Regions from separate parts of the Mus musculus genome. Here regions 2, 3, 4, 5, 6 and 7 are each linked to region 1. Evidence: chromatin contacts called from public Hi-C, HiChIP or PLAC-seq and promoter capture Hi-C data. All regions are on one chromosome and are shown on one strand. The core of a region is the stretch at or near the end of the contact, and the rest is flanking DNA. Distances in the headings are between cores, read along the strand shown. Region 1 holds the start of Ctsd (cathepsin D). Region 2 holds the start of Bet1l (Bet1 golgi vesicular membrane trafficking protein like). Region 3 holds the start of Dhcr7 (7-dehydrocholesterol reductase). Region 4 holds the start of Cars (cysteinyl-tRNA synthetase). Region 5 holds the start of Nap1l4 (nucleosome assembly protein 1-like 4). Region 6 holds the start of Phlda2 (pleckstrin homology like domain, family A, member 2). Region 7 holds the start of Deaf1 (DEAF1, transcription factor).

Region 1 (3,796 bases), core at 698-3,197:
ACCTCAGGTTCAGTCACAGAAGCTCGCTCCTCATGTCCAAGGATAGGCTAGTGTGCCCACCCCTTTCCCTCACCAACCACACCCCAGTCAGGTGGTTCTCAGTCACCCTAGAGTGAAACAAACAGCACATACTGGGCCAGCTCTTGCTCTGTCTGCCTACCTGGGTTACTGGCTAGTGGGTTCTGTTTAGGGTGTGGCCAGGCACTTGTACCTGGTGCCCTGGTGAACCCAATCCTACATCAGGAGGAGGTGGAGGAGGAGGAGGAACAGGTGCATCCAAAGCAAGGTGCACCATGGGACTCTGGTTGATCCACTGAACCTGGCCCCTAGCCACATCGGTTCCCACGTGGACTCTACAAAAAGGAGCCCCACCAACCACCCCTACCAGGCCTGCAGTGACATTATCATCCTGGACAGTCCCTGGAGGTTCTTCCCCTAACCATCCAAGAGGCTTCAACACCAACTCCTCATGCTCTCCCTAGCCATCCCTGCACACAATCTGGCAACTCTCACCCAAGAAACCTACATGCCCTACCACCACAGACTCAAGGCCCTTATATGCTCCCTGCAGCCCTGATGCAGACAACTAAATAGGGGACGCCACCATTAGATAGCAGAGGGAGAGGGGTCCCTGCCCTGCCCTCCAGGTCACCTCTCCACCACCACCCCACCCCCCACCCCCAGTTTGCTCCTGTTCCCAAGGAGAGCTGATCTGTAATCACTTGTTGAAACTTCTCTGCCCAGGGATTTGTAGCCAAGGTCACAGCTGACCTTTCCTGGCATGCACAGTGCATGCTCTGAGAGACATAGGAGTCTTGCCTAAGAGTAGTGGGCTGGAAGAGGCAGGCTTCTGGCCTGGGGCTTAGGGGAGGCACACACCCTGCAAAGGTCAGGAAACATGCCAACAAGCCTAAGAGTGTGGCTTTGTTTCTGGTGCCTAGTCTCAGGGATCCTGGAGTCCACAACACCTCTTCCCAGAGAAGAGAAGCCTGAGGGCAGGGCAGGCAAGCCCAGGGCAGGATCAAGCCTAGGCCACTCCCTACAATGGCTCCACTGAGGCTACCCACCCACAGCTTGCAGCCTACAGACTGGGCTCCTTCCCACCCAACCCTGGTGCCCAGCCGGCAGAGCCAGCTCTACTCCCGCAGCCTACGGCCTCAGCCACCTGCCACGACCAGGGACTCACAGAGTGGGAAAACACACGGGCTACCACCAAGACCTCATCTAGCACAAAGGCCAAGTCCACGGGCCTGAGAAGGGCCTGGTCCCCAGTGGGGTAGACCTCAGCTCCAAGGTATTTGAACTGGGCCACTCCATACCTTCTCTCTCTGGGACTTGTGCAACTCAGGAGGGAGGAGGAGAGATTCACCACCCAGGACAGGGGGGATCATCTTTGAGTAAACTTCTAGGGCTATGCACCAGTGCACAGCTGTCAAACAGGGTCCCTTAAAAGGAAAGGCCTGAGGAAGTTCAGGGGGGCAAGGGCCTACTAGGTTTTCCAACTTCCACAGCTGGGTTCAACAGAATCCTATCCATGGGGCAGCACTTCTCCTCAGAAGCGGCCGCCCCGCTACACACACACACACACACACACACACACACACACACACACACACAGAGGCGAGGTTGGAGTCAGACCCACTTGTGGCCACCCTACTGTACCCTCCTGTTCGACCATAGGAGTCATAGGAGTGGAGAGGGGCCCAGGAGACCCCTGCCTTTTGAGTGTCTCGCCCCATAGTCTGTGGGACCCTGAGGAAGGCTGCGCTGGGTGCACAGGTGCATTCCAGCACGGCCGGAGCACGCGGCACTCCAGGTGACGAGCCCCGCATCTCCGGACCCAGAGCGGGTCCTCACCTGATAATCGCGAAGGAGGACGAAGCCAGGAGGCCGAGAATGAGCAGCAAGACGCCGGGAGTCTTCATGGTCGCGGCGGCCCGAAGAGAGCAAAGCTTAAAGCCAGAGGTCGCCGGCTTATAGGCAGGATGACGCCGCAGTCCCGCGGAGTCAGCTGACCCGCTTGTTTGGCCCTCAACGGGTCACGTGAGACGCGGGCGAGGGGCGGGGCGACCCGAACCCGCCTCCAACACTGCCCGGGCGCAGGCGTGCCCTACTCCAGGCCTACGCACGGCTCTCGGGAACGCGCCCGCCCACTTTCCTGGGACCGGAGAATGACTGGATACAGGTCACGTGGGGGAAGGAAGACCAGGCAGGCCCGGAAGCATCCAGAGGGGCGGATCCTGCCCTCAGCTCCGCCCCTCCCTTAATCTGTCTTTTTTGCATAATTGGGGTGCCCACTACCAGGATGTGGTCTTTGTCTGATTGGGCCCTGACCCTCTCCTGGATGCCAGCTTAAACCTAAGCCTTTTCTCTTTCAGCTCTGTTCCTCCTTGAGAATTTCCCTGGAGCCTCTCTGGACTCTTGGACCAGCAAACTTCACCCTCTTCAAAGCTCCACTACCTACTCATCTCCCCAGAGCAACACCCTTTTTATTTAAGCTGGAACACCTAACATGCACATTCCATAATGTAGCAATGTTGATTGCAGGCCTAGTCCTGGACTATGCATCTATTGATACAAGGGGTAGGGTGTACAGTGAGATGAGACCAGGGTTGCAATCGCCACTTGGGTCTTAACTACTTCACTCTTTAATGCCCTGCTTGGTGTCAGCAAATGAATTGGGTGCTGTTTGAGAGAGGCAGAGTCCAGCTCTCCATCATGGAGAGCTGAGCCCAGAAAGGCATTTAAGGGGAATGTCCTCTCTGAGAGGTGGTGTCCATACAAGGACAGGAACGCAGAGGAGCCTTGCCAGGGTCTGATCCCGGGAGCGCTTTTGGACATGTTCTACCTGTATTGAGGAGGTGGATGCCTCTAAGTCCACTCTACACATGGACACATGAGCTGTTCTGGTTCCCCAGGTTCAAAGCTACAATTCCCATCAAGTTACATCAAGTTGGGCACTTGACCTCTGCCAAGGCTCTCCACTCAGGGTCAGTGTTAATAGCTACACGTGGGTCACCACAGCCTGGATCCTGCCTCCACAGTCAGCACTCCACACATTGCTTAAAGCTTGGGTGTGAGGGCGAGAGCTGCCCTAAGATCTTGGAATCTGACCCTCTACTCCTTTGAATCTAAGACTATTCTTTGGTAGCCCAAGAGACAGGGTCTGGCCCTGGAGTTGCCATTTGCTTCCTAGAGTTGCTATCTAGAGATGATTGCTGGACCATGGGTGGGCAATGGGAAAGGTCCTCTGGGGCACCATGCTGGCTCTCCCAGCCCTGCCATAAATAGTGTTGCAGGGTGCTCAGGTGCCAATAGAGACATCCATTAGATGTGTGTCGGCATGACTGGAGGCAGGACATAGCGGTCAGCTGTGCTCATGTGTGGCTCATATAAGCCACAGGGTAAGAGACTGATGGGGACCTCCAGGGGCTCTCTGCAGTCCATTTTCTGCAAAGAATTCTAGCTGCCTCTGTCCCTGGGTTTCCCCATATAGTCTGTGTGAGTGAATACCTAGATGCACCCAGTCCTGTAGCTGCTACCCCACTGGACCTGGAAAGCTCAGGGATGAAAGCTCAGGTGTGTGCTTTCTGATCCCCTCACCTGACAGACCTCAGGGATGGGCCATAGTGTCTAGAATTCCTGAGTTCTCCCACCATACTAGATTATACTCTCCCTCTCTGCCTGTCTCAGGCCTCTTGCACCAGGCTTGCTTCTTATACTCTCCAGCCAGTAAAGGGTCAGTGTGTTCAGGCCCTGCAATTCTGCTGTTAGTCATCCACCTTCGGTCCAGGGA
Region 2 (3,796 bases), core at 595-3,094, 1.5 Mb before region 1:
GGTTGTCTCGCCCAGACCGTGCCATCGTGGAGAAGCGCTTCACACTCCCCGTGAGTAGGCCAGTCACACTTGTGAAATCTGAGTCCTGTGGGAGAGACCCAACAGGGTCACATAGAGTTGGGACCCTTGACTACCCAACCACACTAGCAGCGAAGACCCAGCAGAGCAGACGGCAGGTGGGCGGAGCTGACTATGATTTGTACGTACCCGTACCGCGGGCACTTACCATGCCGTCTAAGTAACGGTTCTGGTCCTCTGTGTCCCTGTCGATGTCCAAAGCCAGCTGGTTGGGATACAGAAGGCACCGTCAAGCAAAGCCACAGAGAGTAGTGCCCACCTTCCCTTCAGACCAGCTACATTTTACCCACGACTCTGAAAAGTACCTATTACCAGAGAAAGCTAAAAAAAAGGCCAAGTTATTACCTGAAGCACTTCTCCAGTCAGCAATGCCCACAGACAGCACACGGCCTCCTTCCTCCCCTCTCAGCCCCACCCACCAAAGTATCTCACGGAAGGGAAGAGGGCCACCACTGACCGATTTAAGCCTGGTCACCTTGGAGGCCAGGCTGTCAGCCATCCGCTTGTTCTCTCTGTCCAGAATGTCCTCCACAGCACCAGAGCTCTGAGCTGTGAGAGAAAGAGGCGGAAGGATAGCATTCCCTCAGACATGTGGTCCCTGATTCCTCACTCCAGTGGAGACATCTAAGCGCATTCCCCCATATACTTCTGCTAACTTAGCACGTCCCACCCTATGCTCCAACAGGCTGACCACCTACACATCAGACATGTAGCATGGGTCGTGTGAGAACCTGTGTGCATGCCCAGGCAAGGACGGGCTGGGGAGCCTGAAGATCCAATCAATCTACATACACGACCCTGCTGTATACTGTTCCTGAACCGAAGTGAATATTGCCTTAGCTGAAATTGTCATCTGAGGGTGTGGGGCCGGTCTCAAAGGGAAACAGTACTTTCTGATAGGGACCATAGGGAAAACAGAACAGCCGGTGGCACAGCAGGTGACAGGAAGGCTGTGTGGGGAGGACTTGGAAATCAGATCCAAGGTAAGTGTAAGAAAGTCCTTCTACTGTAGAAACTACCTCGCCCTATGTCTGCAACCCACACAGAATCTCTGGAATGCCCAGAGCACTGTGCTCGTGGAAACCTAACTCCGATGGACAGGGACAGGTAGTTGAGAATCACCCCCCTAAGTGTGACTAGCACCGATCTGAAGCATAAAAACCACCCACCCAGCCTCGATGTGACCCACCTAAGGGGAAGGCCAGCAGCACCAGCAAACAAGTGCGACCAGACTCTGAAAGACAGACGGCTGTGTCCTACCGACCACTGCATAGTCATCGTTGTGGGCGAAGCATCAGTATCACAACTGTCACACTGAACACAGGCACGGGGGCGGGGAATGTGTGTGAACCGAGGCACTCAGGCCCCTCATTAGTAAAACCCTGCTTGGACCCTCTGCTTCCAGCTCTTGGCATCAACCACACACAAAACTGATGGCATGCCGGCTTGGGTTCCAAGGCAGCGCCAGGCGAAATCCGGCCCTGTTTTTCCAGGGATACGTAAGCGCCACCCCACGCAGGTCCTTCCACCGAGAAACGAGCGATGTCTCCAGCTCCAGACTTAGACTTCCCCTCCTACCTCTACTGCCTTTCAAGTGCTCTCACCTCGAGTCCAATCTGCCATCGCGCCCTCCAGGGTCCCACTCAGGGAATTCGCAGCACAGCAACGGACGTGGCACCAGTACCCGGGTCTTCCGGTTCCGCCTCCGGGCTAATAACTTCCGGGAGAAGGTTCTGAAGCGGAAGAAACAGACCTGGAGTGCTTCTCGGGAATGTAAATAAGGGAAGGGCGGGCCACCAGCATTCGGACCCACGGATTGGTCAGCAATATTAGTCCTGCGCTGTGGGTGTTACTCGGAGCAGGTGTTCAGACCCAAATTTGGAGCAGAGGCTAGGAACCAGCTCAGTAAATCAGTCGGATGCCTCTGGCGCTGCTAAATCCAACTGGATGGGGAGGACAGGCAGACCCGAAAGAGACTGGTGAAGGAGACGGCCGGGGCCTGCCACTGAGTAGGGGCAGAGCCGGTTAGCACGGCGGGTGACATCATCCACTGGAGCACTGTTTGTATGTGTCACTGTGGGGCACCGACTCAGCTAAGTGGCGTGCGGACCTGGCTCCCCGCTACACAGCGCTCCTACGCTTCTAACCTCAGACACGCCTCGGCTGGCCGCCCCTCCGTTGCTCCTCTCGCGGGAGTGGCTTTTCCACGGGTGTTCTTCACTTCCTTCTCTGCAATTTTCTTGAGAATAACCGTATTACTTTGGTGGCTATTCTTTTTAGATAGGTCTGCTAGTTTCTGCCTCTCGAGTGCTGGGATTTAAGAAGGCGTGCGTCACTATGCCCGGCTAACCACGTGCATTATTTTGACCATCCAAGTCGTTGTACTTCTCTTTCCCTATTCCCTATGGAAGATGAGCTCCAAGGCCTGGATCGCGAGAATCGTCTTCCCCAACTGATTAAGCGGCCAGGAGCCGGCGCTCCCTTTTTTATCACAGTACGGGGACAAGAGCGTAAAGAGGACGGTCCACGCGCGGGCCAAGCCACACCCCACTCCCCACCCTCCCATCCCACCCCACCCCCCGCCTGCCAGGAACTCGGGCTAGAGAGGAGGGCTCAAAAGGAGGACACTGCCTGGCTGGTTAGCTAGCATCGCCGCTCCAAGACTAGCCGCTCAGCGACCACAGCCGGGTTGCTCCACCTTAAGTCGGAGGCGCCTGTACACACCCTTGGGTTCGGCTGCTCTCCCAGCATCCCTCACGCGTGGACGCCGGGCTTCCGGACCTGGGCGGAGCCCCGGGGTTTGGCCGATTGCGTCTTCCCAGCCCAAGCCTTCCAGCACCCGGTGCCAGGGGCCATGGAGCCCCGGGCAGTTGCGGATGCCTTGGAGACCGGAGAGGAAGATGCGGTGACAGAAGCTCTGCGGTCGTTCAACCGGGAGGTGAGAGGCATCCGGCTGCCGAGGAAATTTCAGGAAGAGAGGAAGCAGGGGTGTGCGCGCAACTCGGCTGGGGTGTGCGTGCGAGTGGTGGCAGGGAGCACGGCGGTGGGTGGTGGGCTGGTCCCTCGGGTGGCTCTGTGGTGGCGTGTGGTGGGGCAGGTGTATGGGAGGCTAGGGTGGGCCTTGCCTTAAGGTTCAGAGCGATGGATGCTGCTTCAGAGGTCTGCTCTGACTCGAGGAGCACGGGTCCTACCTGCATGTGGATCTGAGCCTCCTGGGTCTCCCTGCAGCATTCTCAGAGCTTCACCTTCGATGATGCCCAGCAGGAGGACAGGAAGGTAGGTGTCAGCCCCAAGGGCTCCTAGGGCAGGCACGGGCTGACCCCAAGAAGAGGGCCTAGTGGAACCACTTTTGTTCGACCCCACAGAGACTCGCAAAGCTACTGGTCTCCGTCCTGGAGCAGGGCTTGTCACCAAAGCACCGTGTCACCTGGCTGCAGACTATCCGAATCCTATCCCGAGACCGCAGCTGCCTGGACTCATTTGCCAGCCGCCAGAGCTTACATGCACTAGCCTGCTATGCTGACATTACCGTCTCAGAGGAACCCATCCCACAGTCCCCAGACATGGATGTCCTCCTCGAGTCTCTCAAATGCCTGTGTAATCTTGTGCTCAGCAGTCCAACAGCACAGATGCTAGCAGCAGAGGCTCGCCTGGTGGTGAGGCTAGCGGAGCGTGTGGGACTGTACCGCAAGAGGAGCTATCCCCACGAAGTCCAGTT
Region 3 (3,796 bases), core at 788-3,287, 1.4 Mb after region 1:
CCAAAGGGTGGGGGTTGGGGCTGCCGGTGTGCTTAGCCATACCATATTTCTAGTTCTGGTCCAAGCCTGTATCTTGCACCTTTGCCTTTGGCAATTTGAATACCTATATGGAGAGAGAGGGAGGGAGAAGGATTCAGCAGCTAGGATACATTAAAAGGTAGAAAAAGCAGGCTGCTGTGGTAGATACAGCCAAAGCCAGGCTCCAACCAACTACAGCCCTTTCTGTTAATAGCAGAGGACAACAGGCACCTATACCCACGTGTAGGTATTCAGAAACAGGGAGGGTAGGGTGACCTTAGTACTAGGAGGGTAAGCCACACCTTAATGGATAATCATTAAGCAGACACCCAAATTGGCTATAAGGAAAAGCTGTAGACAGGATGTGAAGGCTTCCATCCCTAGGTTGGTGTCAGCATCCAGCACCCAGGTTGAGAGCTGCTGCCAACATGCAGGCAAGGCAGCCCATCTTCACCGCAAAGACATAGACTCTGACCACAAAATCAGGTCAAAAATTACTTTAAAAAATAAAAACGCCTGGGCTAGCCAGATGTCTCCGTAGGTAAAGTCACTCGTTGGTAAGCCTGACAAGTCTGAGTTCACTTAGACCAGTGGTTCTCAACCATCCTAATACCATGGCCCTTCAATACAGCTCCTCATGTTGTGGTGACCGTCTGCCCCCTCCCCCAACTAATTTTGCTGTTATAAACCATAATGTAAATATCTGAGAGGCTCGATATCTGATATTTGACCCTTGCCCAAGAGTCATTTGGCCCTCACAGGGGTTGTGGCTCACAGGTTGAGAACTGCTCACTCAGACCCACAAGGTGGAAGAGGACAGCTGACTCCTGCAGGTTGTCCTCTGACCTCCACATGCACATTATGGCGTGCATATGTACATGAAATAAATAATACATTTGGGTTTTTCTTGTTGTTTTGCTTGTTTCTTGTTTTTCCTATTTAGCCTTCCTGCAGAGGCTTCCAGCACGGATAACCTGAGGTGAGCAGTCTGCAGCTGGGCACAGAGTATCCCCAGTTCTATCTTCTGGGGGCAATGATGAGCTGACCTGAATGTCAACAATACAGGTATATGGAACGCCAACACCCTTCTCTGACCTGAGACCTCTTCTGGCTTCAGTATGCCTTCTCCCAATGCCAATCCATGAGGAATGTCCTCAGGAGCCCTAGAACACGGATCTCTAGTCTTTGCAAACGCCTAGATCTCAATGAAACAGTTCCAAGAATGCGCAGCCCTGCCCCAGGTAACCTTAGAGAGACCCACCAGATCCTAGAGGATGGATGAGGGCAGTGTCTGCCTGGCTGGCAGGGCACTCCTATTTCCACTCTTGCCTTGCTTCCTCACATGTCCCCCAAATTAGGAAGTCGCCCTGAAAGCTCACCAAGCATTACCCTTCTATCTGTTCCCACGCCCAGCGCTGTGAGTCTCTCCTGGGCAAAGCTGGCCTGGACTGCCATGTCCTACCCATTGTGGACTTTGACTTCTTCCTGTCTCCCGCCACCCCAAAACTCACTCTTTAAAATCCTCTGGAAATTGCCCTCAAAGTCCAGGGCCCACTGATTGAGTGCACAGGTGGCCACGGTCACTTTCCGGCCCATGCTGGTTACAGGTTCCAGGCTGGGACGGTGTAATAACGGAGACCACAGGGAAGATACTAGCCGGACTGTCCGGTCTACGCCTGCGTAGCTTGGTTTCCTAGAGGCCCCTCCCCACGGCTCGCCATAGCCCCGCCCCTCTGCCGTCATAGCCCAGCTTCTGCACCGCCTCCAGAACTGCGCCGGCGCAGACCGTGTCTTACCCGGAAGCCCCGTCCTTTCGCCCTCCACAGCCACACCCCTTCTCACTTTCGCAGTGCGCGCCCTTCCGTGAGACCCCGCCCCCGCGGAGATCCTGCACAAAGCGCACCCTTTAAAGTAGGGCCCTAAGGAGCGCCTGCGCAGTAAGGTTGTCTCAGCGTCCCGCTGTTGCCCAAGGTCAGAGCGTCCTGGATCATTTCCTTTGCCATCTGAGCGACTTTTGATAGGTCATGAAAGGCTTGTTTTCTGCCACCAAAAGTAATGTCAGGTTTGCTTTCTGTCGCTGTGATGAACACGTGGCAAAAAGCAGCTGGGGAGGAAAAGGGCTCACTTCACCTTATAGCTCATAGTCTGTAATGAAGGGAAGTTGAGGCAGGAACTGAAGCAGAGACCAAAGAGGACTTCTGCCCACTGGCTTGCTTGAAGGCTTACTCAGCCTGTTTTTTTTTTTTTTTTGCACCACTGAGGACCACCAGCCAGGGGTAGCGCCACCCACAGTGGGCCAAGGCCGTCACATCAATCATCGGTTATGAAAATGCTCCACAGACAAGCACAGGCCAGTCTGATGGAAGGGATCTCTCAAAGTTTCCACTTCGCAGGTGTGTTCAGTTAATTTGTGTCAATTTTGTCAGTAGGAGCTCACAGAGAGCTCACAGAGGGAATGGGTGTGTCCTGCTTCTTTGGCTCACAGCAGTCTGGATTCCCTGTGCATCAACCTGAGCCCTTTCTCATTCCTGTCCCTTTTGCGTTTGGGTAACACCAATCAAAGTAGATACAACTTTTTTTTTCCATTTTTTATTAGGTATTTAGCTCATTTACATTTCCAATGCTATACCAAAAGTCCCCCATACCCACCCACCCCCAATCCCCTACCCACCCACTCCCCCTTTTTGGCCCTGGCGTTCCCCTGTACTGGGGCATATAAAGCTTGCGTGTCCAATGGGCCTCTCTTTCCAGTGATGGCCGACTAGGCCATCTTTTGATACATATGCAGCTAGAGTCAAGAGCTCCGGGGTACTGGTTAGTTCATAATGTTGTTCCGCCTATAGGGTTGCAGATCCCTTTAGCTCCTTGGCTACTTTCTCTAGCTCCTCCATTGGGAGCCCTGTGATCCATCCATTAGCTGACTGTGAGCATCCACTTCTGTGTTTGCTAGGCCCCGGCATAGTCTCACAAGAGACAGCTACATCTGGGTCCTTTCGATAAAATCTTGCTAGTGTATTGTAGTGGCTATTCCTGGTTGTCAACTTGACAATATTTGGAATGAACTACAATTCGGAATTGGAAGGCTCACCAGTGACCCTTATCTGGAGGCTTGGAGATCCTTATCTGGATCTTGGTTTGAAGATCTTGAGCCATAGTGGCTATGGATTCCAGAAGATTTAATCTCCGAGTTAAGGAACACACCTTTAATCTGGGCTATGCCTTTCATTTGGGATTAAAGGTGTGGTGGAACACACCTTTAATCTGGGCTACACCTTTTGCTGGAGACAATATAAGGACATTGGAAGAAGGGAGTCTAGCTCTTGCTCTTGCTCCTTTGCCTGCTTGCTGCGTGAGACTGAGTAACTGCTAGATCCTTGGACTTCCATTCACAGCTGCGACTGAACAATTGTTGGGAATTCGGCTGCCGACTGTAAGTCATCAATAAATTCCTTTACTATTTAGAGATTATCCATAAGTTCTGTGACTCTAGAGAACCCTGACTAATACATGTATGCAATGGTGTCAGCCACTATGTTCATAGCAGCCTTATTTATAATAGCCAGAAGCTGGAAAGAACCCAGATGCCCCTCAACAGAGGAATGGATACAGAAAATGTGGTACATCTACACAATGGAGTACTACTCAGCTATTAAAAAGAATGAATTTATGAAATTTCTAGCCAAATGGATGGACCTGGAGGGCATCATCCTGAGTGAGGTAACACATTCACAAAGGAACTCACACAATATGTACTCACTGATAAGTGGATATTAGCCCA
Region 4 (3,796 bases), core at 573-3,072, 1.2 Mb after region 1:
GAGTCCCATTCTTGACAGACCTGGTCCTTACACACCTGGCACTGTTCCAAGTTCTTCCTATGACTACACCACCCTCAGTGGCAGGACCCATTTCCTGTAATGTGAGTATGGGCATAGTTGTGATCCTAGACCTGTTGGGCAGCTCAGGGTGGAGCTGCTGGCCATGCTTCTGTGTTATAGTAGTCTAGGTGGACTTACAAAAGCTGCTGTGGGTGAAGCAGATAGAAACTAGGCATGCCAGTTGAGTGGAATGCTAGAATACAAAGGTAGGTACCACTGTCACTAGGCACATGCTAAGCAGTCTTGTCATCTGGGTACTCAGGTGATCAGAATCCAGCAAGGCCACAGTAACCACAGAGCACCACAGGATGCCTGAGAGATCTTGGAGACAGGTAACTGAGAAGTCAGAGCTCACATCTAATTTCTGGCTTCATCACAGAGACTAAAACCTACACTAAGCATTCTGCCTTTGAAGGCTTGCTTCTCACCTTCCAGGATATGGGCCAAGGCCTTTGCTCTTTCTAGAACCCACTTGCTAAAAAGATGAGAAAAGACACTGCTCTTCAGCGATCTGCCAAGGCCCAGGTCTACCCTGGGGTGACGTAAGTGACTGCTTTCTGAGGGAATCTCCCAATTGGCAATAAAGTAGATTGCCAATGATGCTCTGACAGTGATGCTCTGACTGGACAGGTCTCTGTGGTGACTGCTGACCACACTGGAGATTAAAGCCTTCATAAATCCCCAAGCTCTTTCATGTATGCGTACACGGAGTCCCTGCTTCCTCTGCCCTACTTCCCTAAGTACCAACCTCATGTGCCCTTCCGCCCACCTGCTTGGGCAGAAGACCAAAACAATCTTTGGGCCTTTGCCTTACCCCCAAAGTCCAGCCAGGGCAGGAGGGGGAGTGGTGAGGTCTCATCCAGGTACCAACTAGAGTCAGGCTATTTGAAACAGGACCATCTCTCCTATTGCTGAGTATCCAAGGAAACTTTAGCCTTAACCCAATCAAAAAATTGAAGCTGAGGAAGGGAGGCACTTACAAGACAGGAGTCAGGTCCCACCAAGGAGTACTCTAGCTTCAGGGAGTCATGGCAGCCACCCCCAGGTCCTGGCCTGCCACTGTCCATTGAGACGCTGGCCATCCCCAGAGCTTTGGTTTTGCACTGCCCACTTGGGCCACGGCTGTCCCCACAGGCTTACCGGAGAACGTTTTATCCCAGAGCCCTGGACTGGATACTACTCACCTGAGGATCCATCTCTGCCCACTCCAGTCACTGCCTAATCCAGATCTCTAGCTTGTCACTGCCCACCTGGGCATGCACTGTTCCTAGAGCCCTGACCTAGCCACTGCCCAACCCAATAGCCTCCACTCTAGAGCCCTGGCTGGTCACTTCCCGCCCAGGGATCCTCTGCCGAACAGCCTTTGCCTGCCACTGCCCATTTAAGCCTTTACTATCTTCGGATCACTGGTCTGGGCACTGCCCACTTAGTCCATGGTTGTCCCCACAGACCCGACCTGAGCACTGAGTCCCTGGGTCTTGCTGCCCCCAACCCCTGGCTCGCTTGGCATTACCCACTCGTTCCACCGCTGTCGCCACAGCACTGGCCTGGGCACTGCCTCCTTGGACCATGCTGCCCACACAGCCCCAGCCCGGTACTGCCTACTCGGGCCATGCTTGTACCCAGAGCTCCACAGTCATCCCGCAAACCTCACCCTGCTCCGCGGAGGAACCTGCCATCACTGGGAATCAAGACCCGCGGCCGCCGCCACAGACGCCTTCCAGAATCTGATGCAACCGCGGCGCCGGAAGTCCCGCCCCACCAGTCGTCTTCCGGGCATGTCCAGTAGCTAGGCAACTGCAAACTGACGCCGACGTGGGGCATGATGGGAGAATACTATGGTTTACGCTGGCGCGGAACTTAATAGACACCAAAGGGCTAAGACAGTGAGAAGCGCAAACCCGGGCTGCTGAAGAGGGCTGGGAGGGGCGGGACGAAATGGGGGAGTGGGAGGGGCGAGGAGCTGGGTAGAGGGGCGGGGCAAAACGAGTAGAGATTAAAGAGATGCAAGGGAAAGGGTGGGGCAAGGGACTCAGCGACTGGAGGAGAGGGGCGAGGAAGACGCCTTTTTCTGAGACACTCTCCAAAAGGCCACACAAGCCTGGAAACAGGTGGTTCCTGTTACACTCTCTCCTGAATCCTTTTATTTCCTGTGTGTTCCTTAATTCCTGATGTCGCCTCCCAAGACACACCATCAGAGGGAGGTTTATGAGAAGAAATGGAAAGTATTATTTTAGAAACATAGCCAGGTATATAGCGAGACCCTGTCTCACAATTTTTTTTTTTTTTTAAAAGCTCCGTTTTGAGGTTGGAAGATGGTTCGGTGGTCAAGAGCACGGCTGCTCTTCTGGAGGACACCGGTTTGATTTCTAGCACTCACAACTGCTCACAACCGGTTGTAACTTCAGTTCCATGGGATCCTAACCCTCTTTTGATCCTTGTGGGCTTTGCATGCCTGTGGTGAAAAAGACATGTGTTGTGTGTGTGTGCAGGGAAATAAATAAATACAATTATATATTCTGGTATATATATATTCTGGCAACCATGGTCTTAATTCCTGGAAACTCAGGAGGGAGAAGCAGGCAGTTCTCAGTGAGTTCCAAGTCAGCCATGGCTCCATAAGAGACTCTGTCTCAACATAAATAAATAATTAATTAAAAAATAATTGATACTTGGTAATATGTATTGTTTGGTTATGTACCCTTGGGACAAGGGACTGAGGTGCAAATTTTATATTTCAAAGCAAACCTGGCCTCCAGGTTCTCTCAGCATCCCTCAGTCCCTACCTGGCATACCCTTGCTGTAACCCTGAACTTTCCAGCCCAGGGGCTGGACTGCCCTTCCCCCAGAGGCTCTTCCCTATATAAACCAGATGTTTTGGTCTTCCTCATCGCTCCTCCTGTCTTCTCTATGTTCACACCCTTTCTCTTTCTCTCTCCTCCCCCACCATGGTGACTTCCTTGGCCTCAGTCCTTGGGGCCAGTGAACTTTCGCCTGAGAGCAGCTTCCTAATAAACCTGCCTATATGTACTCTAATCAGGCTTGAATTGGTTCATTTCATGGGCAGCAGAGAAATAATGTATCACATAGGTCTTAGTTAGGGTCTTACTGCTGTGAAGAGACACCATGACCAAGGCAACTCTTATAAGGACAACATTTAATTGGGGTTGGTTTACAGGTTCAGTGGTTCAGTACATTATCATCAAGGCAGGAGGTGAGAGTTAGACCTCTTCAGCTGAAGGCCGCTAGAAGACTGGCTTCCAGGCAGCTAGAATGAGGGTGTTAAAGCCCAAACCCACGGTGACACACCTATTCTAACAAGGCACTCCTAATAGTGCAACTCCCTGGGCCAAGCATATACAAACCCATTATATACATACATAAAGTATTAAACATATTAAAGTGATCAGAGCATATATTGCTAACTTCACAACTTTCTCAAAAATACTGTATTTTTGCTGCCAGTACTTTCTTTTTAAAGTTTTTGAGATAATTTTTATTTTACATGTAGAAATGTTTTGCCGGCATTTACATCTGTTCAGTGCCTGAGGAGGCCAGAAGAGGGCAACAGACCCCCAACAACTGGAACTAGAGACACCAGTGGTTGTGAGCTGTCACATGGTTACTGGGAACCAAAACCAGGTCCACTGGAAGAGTAGCCAGGTTCTTAATTGCCGTACTGGCTACTTTTGTGTCAACTTGACACAAGCTGGAGTTATTATAGAACAAGGAGCTT
Region 5 (3,796 bases), core at 471-2,970, 1.2 Mb after region 1:
TTAAGACTCAAGTACAAAGTCAGACCAAAGTGGTGAACTACCTCATTTCTAAGAATACCACCCCTGCAGGAGATTTATTGCCCACTGGTATATTCTATATACTCAACTACACAAAGCCAAATGGCCAGCTCACAAGCCATGATTTCTGAGAAGATCCCAAAATACATACATTTTCCCCCAGAACTTTGGTAATACAATTCCAGAATTTTCAAAAAACGATAAAATCACTATTATTTTCACCAGCTATTCTATATTAACTGTGAAAAACAGTTCGGGATTTAAAGCTAAAACATCAAAATGTGTTTAAATGTTATGACACTGTGAACCAATATTGGTCAACTAAGGGGGGGGGTTGAGACCGACAACTGAGTTTTACAGCATCTACTTTAGTTAAAATGATACAGCTGTAGACTACCCGACAGGTGAACTATACTCTAGTCCTATCAAAGCCCTGCTTTCTCTGAATCTTACTGTTCATCTGAATATTTGTTTCAATACGTTATTTATTTAATAATAAACATTTATTATTAAAACTGAGCCAGATTAAATCTATTTGAATTTAGATGCAAGGTACCATCACACTTAACCTATCAGGGACTTAATTTGCAATACAGGTCGAATACTCCTATACCAAAAAAAAAAAAAAAAAAAGAAGAAGAAGAAAAGAAATCAGAACGTCCCAAAACCCACTTCTTTTCGAGCACATTTTGGATTTCCAGATTAGGTACGCTCATCTGTCAGACCTACAAATATTCCACAAACCGAACCACTTCAAAACCCAGGCGTTTCTTGCTAATGCACAGTCAGCCTGTTGCACCTACATCACGTACTATTGTGAATGAGTTAAGACACGTCAGGAGCTTAAAGGAGCCCCTGGTGTGTAGTAAGCGGAGATTAGTCACCGAGAGGAAGCAACTACTATGACAGGAAGGCGGCAGTAACTTAAAAGCATTTAACTTTTGGACCAAAAACTTAAACTTGAGTCTTTTTGCTGTGGAATATGCATATGCTCGTTACCGCAGCGCACGCGCCGGAAGCTACCGCGGAAATTCCTCCAAGAGGCAGCGAAGCAGAGTTGGAGGAAGTGCGGGCCAACTTGCCCCAAGGATACCCTCGGAAGAAGGGGTACTGCTGACGACCCTGAACCCGTTAGGGGCGCCCGGGTCTGAAGGCTCAGTGTGTGTCACTAGGCTGGCTCCGCCTCCACCGCAGGCTCAGAGAGTGAGGTCTGGCTCAGAGACCGGGGCACTGTGCGGAGAGCATGCAAAGCCCGGAAGGGCGAGGCGGCGGCCCAGTAGACCCCTTCCTTCCCAGGCGCGGTCTGAGACGAGGCGTACCCAGGCCCACCTCGCTGGGGAGGCCTTGTCCTCTCAAGGAACCGCCTGCGCCGCTTCGCGTGGGTTCTCGGGCGGCGGGAACAAAGCGCGCTGACCTTCAGCCGGGGGCGGGGCTGCACGGAGGAGGGACCGGCCCGCCATCCGCCGCCACCCGCCACCCGGACCTCTGACCCGGTCGCCGCCCGCCTCTGCTCGCCGCCATGGCGCGTCGGCCTGCCCGCGCCGCCCACTCCTCCCCGTCTCCGCCTCCTCCGCCCCAGTCCCTCGCCAGCCGCCCGCCGCGCCGTTACCCGCCAGCACCGCACCTCGCGCCTCCTGCGGCAGTGGCGCCTGTCCTAAGCTCGCTCCGGGGCTGCACCGCCGTGGTCGCCAACAAAACCACCTGCCATTGGCCGTATCGCCGGGCTCCACCCTCTGCGAGCAAAACGGGCGACGAATGGACAATAGAGCTGTTTATCAACTGCACCAGGCACTAGGAAAGGCGGTATCCAATCAAAATCTGTTGAGGGAGCACGGCGTCCAGCCTAAGCCCGCGAGCTATATGTAGTTAGAGTAGTGACGTGTGTTCCGGCGCACGCGCAGTTCGTGCTTCTTTAAAGGGGCTGCTGGGCGCGCGTGTAGGACTTTGGGCTTGTTACAACCTCTAGGGTTTGAGCTTCCTGGACCACATCGGCAACGCTCTTTCCAGATTACTTACAACTCCCTGCCTTCCCCCGGCCTGGGAAAAGCACCGCCTACTTCTCAAGGCCTTCTGACCCTCTGTCTACAGTGCCTGCCTGGCATGGGACTACCCTTCTGATAGAAAAGTTCAGCACATCTGTACTGGCTGGTTTTGTGTGTCAATTTGATACAAACTAGAGTTATCTGAAAGGAGGGAGCTTTGAGAAAATGCCTCCATAGGATCCAACTGTAAGGCATTTTCTCAATGATTGGTGGGAGAGGACCCAGCCCATTGTGGGTAGTACCACCCCTGGGCTTATTGGTGGTGTCTGTAAGAAAGCAAGCTGCACAAGCCAGTAAGCAGCACCCCTCCATGGCCTGTGCATCAGCTTCTGCCTCCAGGTTCCAGCCCTGCTTGAGTTCCTATCCTGACTTCCTTCAGTAATGAACAGCAATATAGACGTGTAAGCCAAATAAACCCTTTCCTCCCTAACTTGCTTTTTGGTCATGGTGTTTTCATTGAAGCAATAGACAACATCTGATAAGAATAAATAACTTGCTTGCAGATAATGTGTGTTTTCCTAACAAATTCTACGAACAGGGCAGTTGGAAACAAAGCTGGGTATGGTGCAACATGCATGCCTTCAATCCCAGTACTTCTGAGATAAGAGATACAGGTGACAGAATGAGCAGTTTGTCACTTCCAACTATGTAGCCAGTGTGGGGCCAGTCTGAGCAACATGCAACCCTGTCTGAAAAACAAAAACTTAAAATGAAGTGTGGTTACTGAAGGCCAGAAGGTCTACAGCATTGTTTTTCTGTATTACTTCTCTTTCATTCTTAAATTGGAACTATGTATAAACAGTTTCGCTTACAAAATTAAGGAAAGTAAATAAGCTCGTATGTTTTTACTTACATTTTTTTCTGACATACATTTTTTTTTCCTGACATTTTGATTGGTTAGTGGCTGGTTTTGCTTTTCCACGACAGGGTTTCTCTGTGTAGCCCTAGCTGTTCTGGAACTCGATCTGTAGACCAGGATGCCCTCAAACTCACAGAAATCCACCTGCCTCTGCCTCTCCGGTGCTGAGATTAAAGCCGTGCAGCAGCACCACCAGGTTTTTACTTCATTTTTATTTGGGGAGTGGATGTGGTTAAATCAGACAAGTATAGAAAATAGTTTGGTAGCCAGGGACTTATTTGGTTTGGACTACACATAATGCTTTTCTAATAATGCTCTGGGCAGTGTAAAAGTCCCCCCAACATATTTTTAAAAAAGATTTATTTATTGTATATAAGTACACTGCAGCTGTCTTCAGACACACTAGAAGAGAGCATCAGATCCCATTACAGATGGTTGTGAGCCACTATGCGGTTGCTGGAATTGAACTCAGGACCTCTGGAAGAGCAGTCAGTGCTCTTAACCGCTGAGCCATCTCTCCAGCCCAAACCCCCCTTTTTAATATTAAGTAAGACACCAGGCAGTAGTGGCACACACCTTTAATCCCAGCACTCAGGAAGAAGAGGCAGACAGATCTCTAGAAATTCAAGGCCAGCCTCGTGGGCCTGTCACAGAGTATTTCTGATCTGTACTATTCACTTTTGGATACTATTTCCTTGCTACCTTACAATCTGTGTGTATCTTTATTTCAATTCCTTGAATAAAACACTCAGACCCCAATAACTGGTAATAAGTTTAATAATGGTATTTCATTATTTATTATCTCTAAGACAGGGTCTATGTAGCCCTAGCCTGTTAACTCATAGAGATCTATCTGACTGCTTCTGCCTCCTAGGAT
Region 6 (3,796 bases), core at 571-3,070, 1.1 Mb after region 1:
AGGACCACAGCCAGGTGAGGAGCCAGAGTTGATACCTGGCAGGTGACCCAAGAAGTGGGGTAGAGGTAGGACAGATGTCTGGGGAGCTCTCAGGCTTCACACCAGGGCAACAACTCTGGGCCTCAATGCTCCATCATTAGAGACAGCCAGGCCTGCCTCCCGTCTGTGACAAAATGTGTACAGTGTGCTGTCCCTGTTCCTGGGCCCTGGACAGGAGGGCTGTCTCAAACCACTGTGGTCCAGTGATGGAGGTTGTCAATGAGTAAACAATCAATGGGCCTTTGAATTCACTGCTGGACACACGGTATGTGGGTGGGAGGGGACAATGAGGGCAGCCACCCTAGTGAACAGAGCAACCTCTCAGATGTCCAGGAGGTGCTAACTAGTGAGTGAACTCTGAGCAATCCCCGCCACCAGCAGTATCCTTTCAAGCCACACCCAGGAGCAAAAGGTGGCCAAACCACACCCAGACCTACTTCCTGACCTGGCAAGGCTCTGAGCCCCACTGGCAGATGACAGTTCATTCAAAGGCACTTTTTTTTTCCTTCAAGATTTATTTATTATATGTAAGTACACTGAAGCTGTCTTCAGACACACCAGAAGAGGGCATCCAATCTCACTACAGATGGTTGGTTATGAGCCACCATGTGGTTGCTGGGGTTTGAACTCAGGGCCTCTGGAAGAGCAGTCAGTGCTCTTAACCGCTGAGCCATTTCTCCAGCCCTCAAAGGCACTTTGAATGGTTCCCGGGATGTGGAGAGGGAATAACACCAGATAGGAGACCCTTTCACTCCCACCCTTCCACACATTCGCCCCAGCAGGAACTACACAGACCACACAGTTGTTAAAAAAAGAAAAGTGACATTGTTTATTTGGAATGAAAATATGGTATAAAAAATATTAACACGGAATGGTGGGTTGGAAGCAGGTAACCAATATAAATACGGTCCAATAAGTTAGCGCACCCGCACAGCGGGGCAAGGCTCAGCAAGCACGGGAATATCTTCGGTGAAGAGCAGCGGCGGCGTCACCCGGGGCATCCCCTGGGCTCCTGGGCTCCTGTCTGATGCGGCAGCGTGGGCTGGTTCCCGGCTCAACTGGTCCCGTGCGTTTCTGTAGGGAGAAGACTGAGTCAGGAGCTGCCCGGGTGCAGCTTTTAAGTCTCCAGGTGGGCCGAGCAGCTCCTGCCATGCGTTCCAGGTCCCCTCTCCAAAGGGTTTTCAAAGACGTAGGATTCCCCCCTCCCCCTCCCCGTGGCTTTTAAAATCGAAGTTTTCCCCACTGGGAGGCATGACCCCCATTCACTTTCCCCATGCCCCGTACTCCGACGCCGTGGACAAGTTTGTTACTCACCACGGACCCAGAGCGCTCTGCTCTCCCGGCTCGGAAGGCATTTCAGACTCAGAGCGCTGATACCGGTAGCGGGGAAAGTCTTGCAGCGCCCGACGGTTCTGGAAGTCGATCAGCGCCATGGTGATGGCCGCGTTCCAGCAGCTCTCCACCGTGCAGCGGAAGTCGATCTCCTTGTAATAGTTGGTGACGATGGTGAAGTACACGTACTTAGAGGTGTGCTCCACGCAGTCCACCTTGAGGATGGAGTGGAAAAACAGCTCCTTGGCGGGGCTGGTTTTCCCGGAGAAGAGGCGCAGGCGGTCGGCGGTGAGCACGCAGCGCTTCTTCTTCCATACCTGGAACAGGCTGTCGCTTCGCTTCTCCAGCTCGCCCTCGCAAAGGATCTCGTCGGAGGTCTTCACGGTTTTCGAAGACATCACGATTTTCGAAGCCATTTCGAAAGGTTGCACCAAATGCGCTCGCTCTGCTGCGGGCCGCGGCCGCGGCGTGGTCTTTATAAGGACTCCGCCCCGCAGCCCAGACACGCCCCGGAGTCGGGCACTCTCAATCCCAAGCAGGCTCTCGGAGCTGCCCCCCACCAACCGCCCCAGGCTGCCCCTTACCCATTGCTTGAAGCTACCGCTTATCGGAGGACGGAGGGTGGGGGGCGAGAACTGATTGGCGCCTCTCTGACGGGAGCCCCGAGCCTTCCCTCCAGCCCCAACGTCCCAGCTGCCAGGTGGAGTGACTTGTGGTCCCCTCCCCGCCCAGGCTCCGGCCCTGCCTGCAGAGGAATGCACCTCAGCGGTCCCTGCCCCTCGTGACTCACGGGCCGGGAAGACCTGGGAAGCGCCCGACCCCTAGACTGAACTACCGCGCTCAGAATCCCACTCACGGGGAGACCGAACACGCGGGTCGTGGACTCACGGGTTCTTTCCAAGCCCTGGCCACCGTCTCCTCCCACCTTGGGCGAGCATCCAAAGGCCACCCACTAGACTTTCTTGGGAAGTAGCCCTGCCCCAACAGGCTTTATCACCCAAGTTGCTCCCCAAAGTTGTACCTCGAAATTATCTCAGTTTCTTTTCCCTTCTGTAAAATGGGACAATGACCTTTTAGTAAGTTAGACAGTGAAGAAGTGGAGGAGGAACAGCACCCTGCAGTGCTCAGCCACGTGAAGAGAAAGGCCTGCCTCTTTCCCGTGTGCCCCAATCTAGGCTACAGACACCTCGGGCTGCGACTGTACAACCTCGACGTGCTGGAAACTCACGATGGGGGCGGGGGGGGGGGACGGGAGCTAGCAAAGCTAGCTTGGGGAATGAGGGGACCGACCTAAGGGCTAGGGGCGGCGGGGGCGGCGGGGGCGGCGGGGGCGGCGGGGGCGGCTGAGTCATCGCCTTTCAGTGCAAGATTTTATTTACCCTCTGCCTTTAAAGGTTTAATAGTAGTAGGAAGCAGACGCAGCTCCTCCAGGGTTCCCAGGGATGGGGGAGGGACTGGCCTAGGGACCCCAGGAGTCCCCTGCTATGGTGGGATGGGGGCAGGGGTGCTGGGGTGGGATGGAGGACAGAGGCGCTACAAGGAAACCCTCAGCCCCACCCCTTCCCCCTACCCCCACCCCTTCTCCCACCTCCACCCCTTCCCCCATCCCCACCGCCACCTCCACCCCTGGCTGTTGGAAAACCAGACACCATGCTTCTAGGTGGACTGGCTCCCAGTGAAAACACAGGTTCCTCCATTTAAACAATTGAGACAGCCTAAAACTCCAGTTCGGTGGCCTAGTGTTGTTCTAAGGCAGGTTTATACCACAATAAGGAGGCTGAGGCAGGAAGGACCAATCTAGCTCAGTCTGGGTTTTACAGTGAGCCCGAGAGTAACCAAAGCCGCAAAGCAAAAATGAAGTAAAGGGGCTGGAGAGGTGGCTCAGTTAAGAGTGCTTGCTGTTCTTGCAGAGGACCTAAGTTTGGTTCCTGCTCACAGTTGGGTAACGCACAACCATCCATCTGTAACTCCAGCTCCAGGGAGCTCTCTCCTGCTCTCCCCTCCCCTCCCCCCAGAACACACACACATAGGCAAAAATAAAAAGAAACTTGAGACTGGACCGATGGACTCCGGGGTTAAGAGTACTTGTTGATTTTTCAGAAGGCCTGGGTTGGGTTCCCAGTCCTCACAGGGTGGCTTACGGTTATTCATGGCCGGAAAGGAAGTCCTCTTCTGAGGTCCTCAGGCACACATGCGTACATTACATGCAGGTAAAGCACTCAAACACACACACACACACAAAATGTAAATATAAAACCACGAAAAGAGAGCTGGCAAGATGGTTCAATGGGTAAAGGCACATGTTTTCCACTGTAATGGATAGAGTGTAATTCCTGGTATCAACATGGTGGAAAGAGAGACCCTGAGTCCCTCAAATTGTTCCCTGATCTTTGCGCACATGTGACCGTGCAAACACACACACACA
Region 7 (3,796 bases), core at 673-3,172, 1.1 Mb before region 1:
ACAACAACTCTGGGAAGAGATCCGGATGGCTCAGAAATTTTGAGCATGCTGTTCTTTCAGAGGACCCAAGAACCTATGTGAGGTCCTCACAACCATGTGTAACTCTAGCTCCAAGAGGAATTGCAGGCACCTGCAATCACATATATACACATAAAAATATATATATATATCTTTTTTTTTAAAGCTCTAGGAAGCTTCCCTCACTCCTGTGACTGGATCTAGGCTTCAGGTAGGTAGGTACAGCAGAAAACACGCGGAAGCAAGGGTTCTCCACCACTGCGTTCCAGTGCCAACGGTCTGAACACCCACCCAGAGTTAAGCTTCAGCTCTGATGTGCCCTGAATAAAAGCCCAATGCCAAGCCTGCAGCTTCACACTGGAAAGAACGAAACAAGACGCATGGCAAAATGATGGTCTTCCAAGGATTCGCATGTACAAGCATAAAACATATAAGAGCTCCAATTGGTAGGGAGTTCAACACTCAGGAAGGTCAAAGGGTGGGGTGTGTGGTGGGATTGTAGGAGGCAGTTTGGTGTGGTATCACCTGTACAGGGTGATACAGCTCAGCTCAAGGCTCCATTTGTCATAAAACATGAGAATCGGGTGCTCTTTGTGTGAGAAAACAGAAGGAGAAAAATGGAAAACTAAGTGATGGAGAAGGAGGGGATATCTGCATAGGAAGACTAGGAGATACAGCACGGAGCAGCTCATGTCACAATATAAAGCAAGGCTGGTTTCTGCATCGTTACCTTTGCAAGGTTGCCTGCCTTGGATGACTCTCTTGCCCCTCTCATGTCACACTTGAACTGGCCTTTGAGACAGACAGGTCTACCAGCAGTAATGCTGCTGACCATACCTGGGGCACCTCTAGAACAGAACTCACATGTGACCCATCTGTGCTCTCAGCTCCCAGGAAGCAGCAGGAGAGGACAAGGCAGGTGGTAGGTACTGAGAAAGTTCCAAAGGGTAAAACAGACAAAGAACAGAGAGGCACACTCACACAAGGGAGACACGTCTGTATACAGTGCAGAGCAAGGCTAGAGGAGTGAGAGTGTGCTGTGCGTGTGCATGTGTGTGTGCAAGATGGGCATGCAGGGCACTGTGAGATGCAGGGCAGGGAAAGAGCAAGGGTGCAAGTCATTGTGAGATGCATGGGCAGGTGCAGAGTAGGTGTTCAGGGCATTGTGAGTGCACGGGCAGGTGTGAAGTGCACAGGTGGTACAGAGCATGTATGGGGGGCAGGTGTCAGGTGCAGGGGCATGGACAGAGGCAGGGCAGGCGTGCAGGTCACTGTGAGGTGCACTGGCAGGGCAGGTGCTGGGCAGGTGTGCAGGACAGGTGGAAGAGAGCCTTCCCTGGAAGACAGATGTGCATGACAGATGCACAAAGCATATGGAAAGTGGCCTGTGCCTGGTGCATGTGTTCAGAGCTTGCACGCGGGAACCCGGTGAGGCGCGAGGCCGGCGGGCGCACTTGCCTGCGAAGGCGGCGGCGGCGGCGGCGGCCTCATCGGGGCTGGGCAGAGCCTCGGTACCCATATCCATGTGCCCAGATTCGGCCGCCATCACCGCCACAGCGGTGACCCGCCGCGTCTCGCGCTCCGCCTCGGAGTCTGCGTCCTCCTCCGAGTCCTCGTCTCTGCTTAACACCGGCTCCTCCGCCTCGCTTTCCGCTGCGGCCGCGGCGGCCGCCGCCACCGCGGCAGCGGCCGCCACAGCTGCCGCCTCGGCCAGGCCCAGCTGTTTTGCCGCCGAGTCCGAGTCCTCCATACGGACTCCACCGAGTCCGCCCGAAGGCGCTGTCCGGGACCGCCCGAAGCGCCAGGCACCGAGCCCGAAGCGGGGCCCGAAGAGGCCGCCCGAGTTGGGCCGAGGCCGCCCGAAGCCACCGCCCGAGCAGCGACCGAAGAGGCAGTCTGACGCCCGCCGAACCGAGCCGAAGCTGCCCGCAGAGCCGAGCTGATGGCCCGAGTGTAGAACCGAGCAGCTCCGAAGTTTCCCGAAGCGCAGAATCTAGATAATACGAATGGTCCCGAAGCTTCCCGAAAGCTTACGAGCGTTTCTTGCTCGCTGTCTAAGAAGCGGATCTGACTGTGGTCACCGACCGATAGAGCTGGCCGGCTCTGGGCAGTTTCTCCCCTGCTTCCAACGAAGTCTGGGTTCGCAGACAGACCCTGGCGCCACGGGATTTCTCCAACCCCCTCTCGGGGCGGCGAAAGCCGAACCCACACGAGGCCTCGCCGAACTCCGCCGAATACCTCCGAGCCGAGTTCTCCGGAGCCTCAGTGCCCGCCTCCTTCTATCCGAAAGCTCCCGAGTATTGCCGGACGGGAGAATCGGGCCTCGGCCGCTGTCGGACGCTCGCTGCACCGCGCGGCGGGAGGAGCGAAGATGGCGGGAGGGTGCGGCCAAGAGGCTGCTGGGATTGTGGCGGACCCAGCGGCAAAATGGCGGCCGTGCGGCCAGGTGAGGCGGGCGGGGCTACGCGATCGCAGGGACAGTGTGGTCTCATGCTGTCACGATGAGAGGCTGTCTGGGCTGGCTCTGCAACTCCTCTGATTGTCACCTTGTTATTCCGGAACCTGGTGGCTTAAGCCCACTAGCCCGGATTTCTGCGCCGGAGTTGGAGAGCGAGGGGTGGGGGGGGTGTCTTCCGGTTGGGCGTGGGGGCACTTCGGGTATCCCGGCGGCTGTCCCGAAGCTCGTCTCTGTATTCCAGTGATATACCTGAGGCACACACTGGGATACGCCCCTGTATACAACCATATCACACCTTCTGTGACCCGGGGTCCACCTGTGGATTACCCAGAGTACACTATGGTGGCATACGAACTACACAACCATATTTCACTAAAGCTGACATGCATGGCATACCTATGGCTCATCCTGAGCACACCCTTGGCATACCCGCTGCTCACCCCGAGTACGCCCTTGATACACCTATCTCTCATTTTTTCGATATACCCTTGGCACACCGGGTTTACACATTGAGAATATCCAGGACAACCATATACGTATATTCAGCTCACCCCTGGCATATCCACAATACACTCGAGTTCCCCTGTTGCTCACCCCAGATGTAAGGATGAATAAGAATTACGTTTGTAGGGAAAAAAAATGACTTAGTCAACCTCAAACAACTAAAGCAGGCTTGTTCCAGAGACGTGGCTGTTAAATTCTGGCCATTTGATGATCAGGGCACAGGATCTAGTCACTCAATGACCACAGTTAGTTCAAGACAATAGGCCACTCGCTTTAGACTGGGGTTTTTGTAGCTAAGGGTAGGGAAAGGGTGCTTGTTAAGAGCATTCTAGATAAGTTAGCTGTTTTCCTTAGACAAACTGGTTTTGGAATTTCTGGGTCTTTTGTCTTCTTTTGCACCCGTAGGGTGTCTGGGATAGGGATTGGTGTCTGAAGTCAAGGTCAGCTGCTTTTCTTCCCCAGTTCTCAAATTCCTGGCTTTCTGGAACTTTGAGTCCGTTGGCTTTGATGGGATTTTTTTTTTTTTAAACCAGGTATAGCTGTGACACACCCAGTGTGTCCTAGGGTACATCTTGTCACACCTGCAGCTTACCACATATTCATTCATAGCATGCCTCTGGCATGCGCTAGACTCCAGATATTCATAGCATACATTCAGCTCATCCCAAGCACACTTATAGTTCTCCTCAGCACCTCCAAGGCATACCTGAAGTATACCTTGGTACACCCATGGCATACCTGGTTTACACCAGACACAACCAAGGCATAATGTCAGTTTACCCTGGGTGAATACACACCCATACACACACACACACA

Evidence for each region. Promoter capture Hi-C pulls out the DNA fragments that hold promoters and counts their contacts. Hi-C and Micro-C count contacts between places; a contact is called where the count stands out from the background. HiChIP or PLAC-seq counts read pairs in DNA pulled down with a chosen protein or histone mark.
Region 2: a promoter capture Hi-C map of erythroid cells shows a contact between it and region 1, with 8 times the contacts expected there. The contact joins the promoter of Bet1l here to the promoter of Ctsd in region 1. A contact is called at or near these places in 1 of 39 promoter capture datasets (erythroid cells) and 2 of 9 other capture datasets (adipose tissue and liver).
Region 3: a promoter capture Hi-C map of pre-B cells shows a contact between it and region 1, with 6 times the contacts expected there. The contact joins the promoter of Dhcr7 here to the promoter of Ctsd in region 1. A contact is called at or near these places in 1 of 39 promoter capture datasets (pre-B cells) and 1 of 115 datasets of contacts at active chromatin or transcription factors (embryonic stem cells).
Region 4: a contact with region 1 is called in a Hi-C map of B cells, with 7 read pairs. The contact joins the promoter of Cars here to the promoter of Ctsd in region 1. A contact is called at or near these places in 1 of 39 promoter capture datasets (embryonic stem cells), 1 of 484 Hi-C or Micro-C datasets (B cells) and 1 of 115 datasets of contacts at active chromatin or transcription factors (microglia).
Region 5: an HNF4G HiChIP or PLAC-seq map of pancreatic cancer cells shows a contact between it and region 1. The contact joins the promoter of Nap1l4 here to the promoter of Ctsd in region 1. A contact is called at or near these places in 1 of 39 promoter capture datasets (erythroid cells), 1 of 484 Hi-C or Micro-C datasets (B cells), 1 of 115 datasets of contacts at active chromatin or transcription factors (pancreatic cancer cells) and 1 of 9 other capture datasets (liver).
Region 6: a contact with region 1 is called in an HNF4G HiChIP or PLAC-seq map of pancreatic cancer cells. The contact joins the promoter of Phlda2 here to the promoter of Ctsd in region 1. A contact is called at or near these places in 3 of 39 promoter capture datasets (embryonic stem cells, liver and stem cell-derived epiblast-like cells), 1 of 484 Hi-C or Micro-C datasets (embryonic stem cells), 1 of 115 datasets of contacts at active chromatin or transcription factors (pancreatic cancer cells) and 1 of 9 other capture datasets (embryonic stem cells).
Region 7: a contact with region 1 is called in a promoter capture Hi-C map of pre-B cells, with 2.3 times the contacts expected there. The contact joins the promoter of Deaf1 here to the promoter of Ctsd in region 1. A contact is called at or near these places in 1 of 39 promoter capture datasets (pre-B cells) and 1 of 9 other capture datasets (pancreatic islet).

The regions. Positions count from the first base shown.
Region 1 is chr7:142,385,880-142,389,675 of GRCm38.p6, forward strand. Ctsd (cathepsin D) reads right to left here and starts at 1,948. Exons shown (of 9, transcript NM_009983.3): 1 at 1,858-1,948. The coding sequence starts at 1,925.
Region 2 is chr7:140,854,539-140,858,334 of GRCm38.p6, forward strand. Bet1l (Bet1 golgi vesicular membrane trafficking protein like) reads right to left here and starts at 1,845. Exons shown (of 4, transcript NM_018742.5): 1 at 1,683-1,845; 2 at 536-627; 3 at 227-283; 4 at 1-85. The coding sequence starts at 1,701. It overlaps Ric8a (RIC8 guanine nucleotide exchange factor A), which reads left to right and starts at 2,859. Exons shown (of 10, transcript NM_053194.4): 1 at 2,859-3,016; 2 at 3,307-3,354; 3 at 3,444-3,796. The coding sequence starts at 2,933.
Region 3 is chr7:143,821,130-143,824,925 of GRCm38.p6, forward strand. It overlaps Dhcr7 (7-dehydrocholesterol reductase), which reads left to right and starts at 2,038. Exons shown (of 9, transcript NM_007856.2): 1 at 2,038-2,411. Nadsyn1 (NAD synthetase 1) reads right to left here and starts at 1,723. Exons shown (of 21, transcript NM_030221.2): 1 at 1,530-1,723; 2 at 43-103. The coding sequence starts at 1,614.
Region 4 is chr7:143,598,268-143,602,063 of GRCm38.p6, forward strand. It overlaps Cars (cysteinyl-tRNA synthetase), which reads right to left and starts at 1,823. Exons shown (of 23, transcript NM_013742.5): 1 at 1,715-1,823. The coding sequence starts at 1,739. It overlaps Gm15579 (a long non-coding RNA gene), which reads left to right and starts at 1,837. Exons shown (of 2, transcript XR_870064.3): 1 at 1,837-1,946; 2 at 2,356-2,591.
Region 5 is chr7:143,547,400-143,551,195 of GRCm38.p6, forward strand. Nap1l4 (nucleosome assembly protein 1-like 4) reads right to left here and starts at 1,721. Exons shown (of 16, transcript NM_008672.3): 1 at 1,643-1,721.
Region 6 is chr7:143,500,704-143,504,499 of GRCm38.p6, forward strand. Phlda2 (pleckstrin homology like domain, family A, member 2) reads right to left here and starts at 1,821. Exons shown (of 2, transcript NM_009434.2): 1 at 1,354-1,821; 2 at 845-1,113. The coding sequence starts at 1,787. The coding sequence ends at 1,113.
Region 7 is chr7:141,325,803-141,329,598 of GRCm38.p6, forward strand. It overlaps Deaf1 (DEAF1, transcription factor), which reads right to left and starts at 1,923. Exons shown (of 12, transcript NM_016874.3): 1 at 1,477-1,923. The coding sequence starts at 1,768. Tmem80 (transmembrane protein 80) reads left to right here and starts at 2,328. Exons shown (of 6, transcript NM_001141950.1): 1 at 2,328-2,464.